Regions from separate parts of the Anas platyrhynchos genome. Here region 2 is linked to region 1. A link is a contact called in public Hi-C data. All regions are on one chromosome and are shown on one strand. The core of a region is the stretch at or near the end of the contact, and the rest is flanking DNA. Distances in the headings are between cores, read along the strand shown. Region 1 holds the start of ANO5 (anoctamin 5). Region 2 holds the start of FANCF (FA complementation group F).

Evidence for each region. A called contact is a pair of places that touch in the nucleus more often than the background predicts.
Region 2: a contact with region 1 is called in a Hi-C map of subcutaneous adipose tissue, with 1.5 times the contacts expected there. The contact joins the promoter of FANCF here to the promoter of ANO5 in region 1. A contact is called at or near these places in 2 of 8 Hi-C or Micro-C datasets (skeletal muscle and subcutaneous adipose tissue).

The regions. Positions count from the first base shown.
Region 1 is chr5:55,473,043-55,476,002 of IASCAAS_PekinDuck_T2T, reverse strand. It overlaps ANO5 (anoctamin 5), which reads right to left and starts at 1,437. Exons shown (of 21, transcript XM_038179109.2): 1 at 1,235-1,437. The coding sequence starts at 1,295. LOC101790603 (a long non-coding RNA gene) reads left to right here. Exons shown (of 12, transcript XR_011809805.1): 7 at 2,884-2,928.
Region 2 is chr5:55,692,741-55,695,700 of IASCAAS_PekinDuck_T2T, reverse strand. It overlaps FANCF (FA complementation group F), which reads left to right and starts at 1,506. Exons shown (of 1, transcript XM_013106479.4): 1 at 1,506-2,960. The coding sequence starts at 1,571. The coding sequence ends at 2,587. LOC101790603 (a long non-coding RNA gene) reads left to right here. Exons shown (of 12, transcript XR_011809805.1): 2 at 572-782.

The DNA of each region.
Region 1 (2,960 bases), core at 188-2,687:
CTTTTTTTTTCCTCTGCCTTGTTCCTATTTACGCACACAGACCCTACTGTGTGAGTGGACATCAGGCAGCTATGGCTTGAAGCCTCTGTAAGAGGCCACCTTCTCCTTCAGAGCACAAAGCGTATGTTTAGATCTTCGAGATGTCCCAGTGGTGATATATACGTGTTGTTAGCTTTTGTAGGCCATAATTGAAAGAAGACCTCATTTATTCTAAACCAGATTTTTTATTTGGACAACCAATTAACAAACTTGCAGAAGTCTACTCTCTTAGCCCGTATGAAATTCTTTTTTCTGTTTTAGGAAAATGTTTGATTAAAAAGCGAATTAAACTGGGACATGATTCTGGATGCACAGTTATGTGCTACTGTACCGTATAAGCTAATAAGTCATCCTTGTTCACTGAAACCCCTTACATTCAGTGTTTATGACTAAACAGAAACCAAAAAAAGCCCTACAGGATGCTCATGGGAAAAATGAGCACTACAGCATTCAGTTTACATACCAGACTTCCAACATCACTCCCTACACGGTTACCACACATTCTGTAACTATTTTTCCATCCCAAGCTCTGCCAGCCGAGCAGCCCCCGGTCAGCACCACAGCCCAGGTCGAGCACTTCTGGGCCGTGACTCTAGCCTTGGTGCAGGGCTGGGACAGCAGCTGGCAGGCCGGGAGGCTGCCATACCCCGCCTGCTCCAGCTCTGCAGCCAGACTGCCAGCTCGGGAGCCGTCCTCGAGGAAGGCCAAGTCTGGACTGGGCTGGCACAGCTGGGGCATCACCGCTGCTGCCACCGCAACTGGGTGAGTTTCGCACTTATCCATTGCTGCCAGCTGTCTGAAACAGATCAGTCAAGTATTTTGAAACCTGCGAGCATACACTGTTGCTTAAGCTGTTTAAAACAGCATTATGTTTTATTTTTTCCTAAAACAAACGCACAAGAAGGAGAGGAGGCAGCTGCCAAGCCCGGCACGGATCCCAAGGCGGTGCTTCCCTCCTGCGGGGGCCGCACCTCCGCGGCTCCCACCGACTTCTCCTAGGCCAAAGGGTCGCGGGGTTTATTCGGGGCGGGCGCGTTTTCGGGCTGTTCCTGCATTACCGCACCGCCCGCTCCCAGCCCCAGCCGGGGGGCTCCGGCCGGGCCCGGCCCCTCAGCGCCCGGCAGCAGCGGAACGGGGCAGGCGGCTGCGTCCCGCCCGGCCCTGCCCTGCCCTGCCCAGCCCGGCGGGCACCTACCGTCAGCAGACGGGGCCATCTCGATGAGGGTCTCGCTCGCCTTCCTGCCCAGGCGGTTCATGGCGCCTCGCCTTCCCCACGCTCCTCCCGGCCCCTGCTCGCCCGCACCCGGCCGCTTGGCCGCCTCCCGGAGCGCAGCGGTGCGGTGGGGAACGGGGTGAGTCAGGGGGCGGGCGGGCGGCCATGCATGCGCACTGCCCGCGGGGCGGGGCGGGGCGGGGGGGGGCGGCCGCCGCCCGGGGAAGCCGGGGCTCCATGGCGGGGGCTCCCTGACGGGGAAGGGGGGAGGTGGCTGAGGGTGTCACCCGCACCCAGCCGCTGGCACTCGAAGGCCGCCCAGCGCCTTCCCCTCACGGTTGAAGAGACAGATAGTGATCTGCTGGTTTACATACAGCGATGGGGCTGTCTTTGTTTCTGGGTCTTTTATCACAGCGGATCTTTTATGAGGGAAGTTGAAGGAAGTGCGATAGAGTAGCGTTCACTTCAGGGGGTGCTCTTTTTTCCTCCTTGGGGATGGATGGGCTGGCTCTCCTGGTCCTGCCTCTGCTGGATCAGGCACTAAAGGCCATCCCTGTCAGCTGTCCTGGCTGTGGATTCACAGCAATGCTAGTAAAAGCATTGTTTTGGCTAGCTGCCCATGGGTCTTCAAAGCTGTAGGTGAGAAACTGACAGAAATAATAACAAAGCCTGAGGAAGGGAAAATGGGGCATGGAAAGTGGAGACGAAACTCAAGTCTGGTTGAGTTTCTCAACTTCTGGGTGTTGGATTAAGAGATAAAAGCAACGCCAGCTTGGTCCGGGTCCCTTGGTCTGGCCCAGCCTGCTTTGGCCTCCCTCAGGGGCTCCGAACCAGGCCTCTCCCCGCGCCCTCAGAGAAGGCTCAGATGGCGGCTGCTGCGCGCTGCCCTGGGGCTGCTGTCGTTTTTATGTCCCTAACAGCCCCGTCTTCTCCTTTCTTCAGTAGTTTGTCCTCCACTGTTTGTCCAATACACTGGTTTCACATAGTTTTTATTAATTTGCGCTCCCTCAAGGCAGATCTTGAGGCCTTTTTACCCATTAACTTTTTTGTTTATTTGGCGTGTACTGACAATGTAACAATTGTATGCAACAAACATACCAGGTTTTGTTACTTGAGCAACTAGCATGCAACATCAGTTTCATGGAGAATTTCTCAATCATGAAGTTAATCAAGTCAAGCAAGTCCCTCAGTTAAGGTGCTGGGCCTGCACTTCAGTCTACGTCTGGTACTAGGCCTTTATTTTATTGTATGGCATTACTGCTTCAAGAAATATATTTTTAGTCATGGGCAAGACCTAAAAACATATCTGGTTGCTTTCCAAAGTCTGAAACGTTGTTTTTTTAATCTCAAGATGCAGGGTACCGGGAGCAAAGCCTACAGAAATGGCCTGCTAAGTGAGAAGCATTTAAACAACTTGTAACAGCATACAATTCACTAGGTCACAATGTTCAGTTTAAAAGCTGTGTTTTCTAAGCCCTTAATTTTATCAGAACTTTAAATATAGGATAAATGCTTTTATGCCTGTAGAAGATGCAATTAGAGTTCCACCATTTAACAAGAGCCAGAAACAGCAACAATTTCAGTGGCCATGGCTAGGTTTTGCCTTCTAATTGTATGCTTTCTCTTCCCAGCTCCACCCAGCATGTGCATGTGAAGCCGACCATATCTAAAGCTATGTAAGTACTCCAGAGATGATTTTGCAGATCCC
Region 2 (2,960 bases), core at 257-2,756, 220 kb before region 1:
ACAGAATGGCTTGGATTGGAAGGGATCTTCAAGATCACGTAGTTCCAACTTTTCTGACAGAGGTGGGGATGCCACACGCTAAATCAGGCTGACCAAGGTCCTATCTAGCTTGGCCTTGAACAATTCCAGGGATAACACCATTCCCCTTTGTCCTATCATTATCTACCTGAGCAAAGAATCCTTCTTCATAAACCAACTTTAAGTATTCAGAGGCCACAATGGGGCCTTCACAGGGCCTTCTCTTCTTTGGGCTGAACGGCCCCAGTTCTCTCAGCCTCTCTTTGTAGGAGAGAGCTCGCTGGTCACCTTCATGGCCCTCCACTGGGCTTGCCCTCACAGGTCCTCAACTTTCTTGTGCTGGGGGCCCCAAACGTGGTTGTAGTACTCTAGGTAGGGTCTCATGAGTAGAGGGGGAATATATTCAGCACCATACAGAGCTATATTCAGCGCTAGGGTGTATGGAAAGAAAAGAAAATCAAACAGGGCCTCCGCTGAAGAAGAGCGTTATTCTTTGTCCTTGAATTTTGGGTTTTACTACTGTTTCTAGACCAATTCTGTGTGCCCCACACAGGAGGAGTGCCCCACACTGCAGGCCTGCAGCCTCCCCAGCCCTCAGGAGCCGCCCGATGGAAGGTGCTGGAAGCTGGCCGGGCTCTGTGGTGAGGCAGTGCCGTGTGCACGGCCCTCACAGGGACGAGACGGAGGGCAAGGCGCTGTTCTCCGTGAGGTGCTCTTCAGGACATGGGCATGAAGAAAGTCCTTCTGAGCTGCTGGTCTCACAGGTATGCCAGGTTGTGCTGTGTTTTGTTTTATTTTTGTGGTTTTTTTTTTTTTTTTTTTTTTTTTGGTGCACTGTGGAGAAATGGCCTTCAGCTCCTGCTGGCGCAGGTGGGAAGGGGAGGCAGGGAGGGCCTTTCTCCTATCGCTGTGTACAAGCAGTTCTGGCATGTTTACACCGTGGCTTGTGTGAGGTGTTGCTCAAGTTGCCCCCATGGGGAATGCCTGTGAGGGAACCTTCCAGATTTTTTTCCCTCTGAGAGGACAGGGTGGCAGCCCAGAGCTCCCTCAGCTACAAGAGGCTTTTCTATCCGAGGCACGGACACGGTGCTTTGTTGAAGGCAGCCAGCTGGGGCATAGCTGACAGGGAGTTAGCAGTGAGGCACCACAGGGTGCAGGCGAGCGGGGTTTGGCTGCGGGCTGGGAGCCAGCCCCAGCGGGGACACCACGGCTGGCCACACGGCCACCCTGGAGATGCCAAATACCCCCGCACAGTGTGCTCGTGAACAGCTTTCACTTCTTTAAATCGCGTTTAGGCATCACAAGTGCGTTCGGTTTATTTTTTAACGTTTATATTCCCTCCTCGTGGAGCGCCACAACCCCCCAACCCCCTCTCCCCGTCACGGAATGGCGGCGGCGCCCGCCCCGTCCCCCTTTATGGGAAGGAAGCGGGATTGACGCCCGGCTCGGCCAATGCCGCCCCTAACCCCTCCCTCGCCGCCTCGGATCGGCTCCGATCGGCTCCGGGAGGCGGTGCTGAGGGGCAGCGGCGGGCTCGGCTTGCGGCGGGGCGATGGAGGCGGTGCTGGGGCAGGTGGAGCAGCTGCCGGCGCTGCTGGCTGTTTGCCGCTCCGCGCTGGTGCGCGCCTGGGACCCGCCGACCCTGGAGCGGGCCCTGGACTGGGGCCGCTACTTCCAGCACCTCCACGACCGCCTCCGCGCCCGGCCCCGGCTCCGCCACGCCGTGGGGCAGCGGCTGCGGAGGGCCCGGCCCGGTTCCCCGCTCGCCTTCGGGCAGCTGGGCCGCTGCGCCGAGCTGCTGGGCCTGGCGCTGCTGGAGAACCGCGCCCTGCCTCCTGCCGCCTGCCGCCGCCTCCTCCAGCGCCTGCTGCAGCCCCCCGCCGCCCGGCCCGGCCGCCTGGCGCTGCTGGCCCGCAGGAAAGCCGCCTGCTGCCTGCTGGAGCCGCTCCGCAGCTCCCCGCCGAGGTCCCCCGGGGGCCCGGAGCCGCGGCTGGCCGCCGAAGCGGGGCTGCTGCTGGGCCGCCTGCGGGATGAGCCCCCGGGGGAGCCCCTCTGGCTCGGGGGGGTCCTGCAGCAGCTGCCCCAGCCCAGAGCCTTCCGAGTGGTGGCGGCAGCGCTGCTGCTGGTGCGGCAGGGGGGAGGCCCCCAGCAGGAGGAGGAAGCGGGGGCTGGCCCCCTGCTTTCCTGGCTGCTGGAGGACTCGGAGAGGTTTGCTGCCTTCTGTCAGCAGCTCCCGGGCTCTCTTCTTGCTTCGTTAGCTGCTCACTATTTGCAAATAAGCGAGCGTTATTTGGACCTCTTGACTGGCTGGGGAAGCAGCTTGCTGTATGACCCCTTGCAGGGACAGTGGGTTAAAAGCTGCCCTGATGAGGCTGAACTGTCCTGGGAGGAGCTGAGGGAGCGTTTTAGCTGCCTGTGTAAGGGACCTGTGATGCTCAGCCGACAGACCCAAGCTGCTCTCAAACTCCTGAAGGCACGGGATGGAGACTTTCAAGTCTGTGGCCTAAGTGTGTGGACTGATTTATTGTTGGAAGTAGAGAAAGACTTGAGGAAGCGAGCAGAGCACTGATGCGTGAACGCAAAAGCAACACAAAAAAACTTTTGAAATTCAGTAATTCTGATTAACTCTGTATTTGATACGAAAGGCAGGAACACTATGTGTTGATCTGGGTTGAAAACAAACATCGATGGGACTGATGATAATGCTGTTTATGACTGTGTGTTAACTCTGGCAGGAAGGCCTGGTGCTTCTTCGTAATTGCACTCGTGATTCTCCTGCCCACCGGCAGGAAATGGTTTTCTCTTCAGTGCTTACTTCTCAGCTAATAAAATGTATGTTTGCCAACAAAAAAAACTGAGTTGTTTTTTTTCAAGTCTTACAGTTCAAATGTGTTTTGGTCATGGTAGTCCTGTTAATCCTCTTGTTGGAGGCTCACCAGATG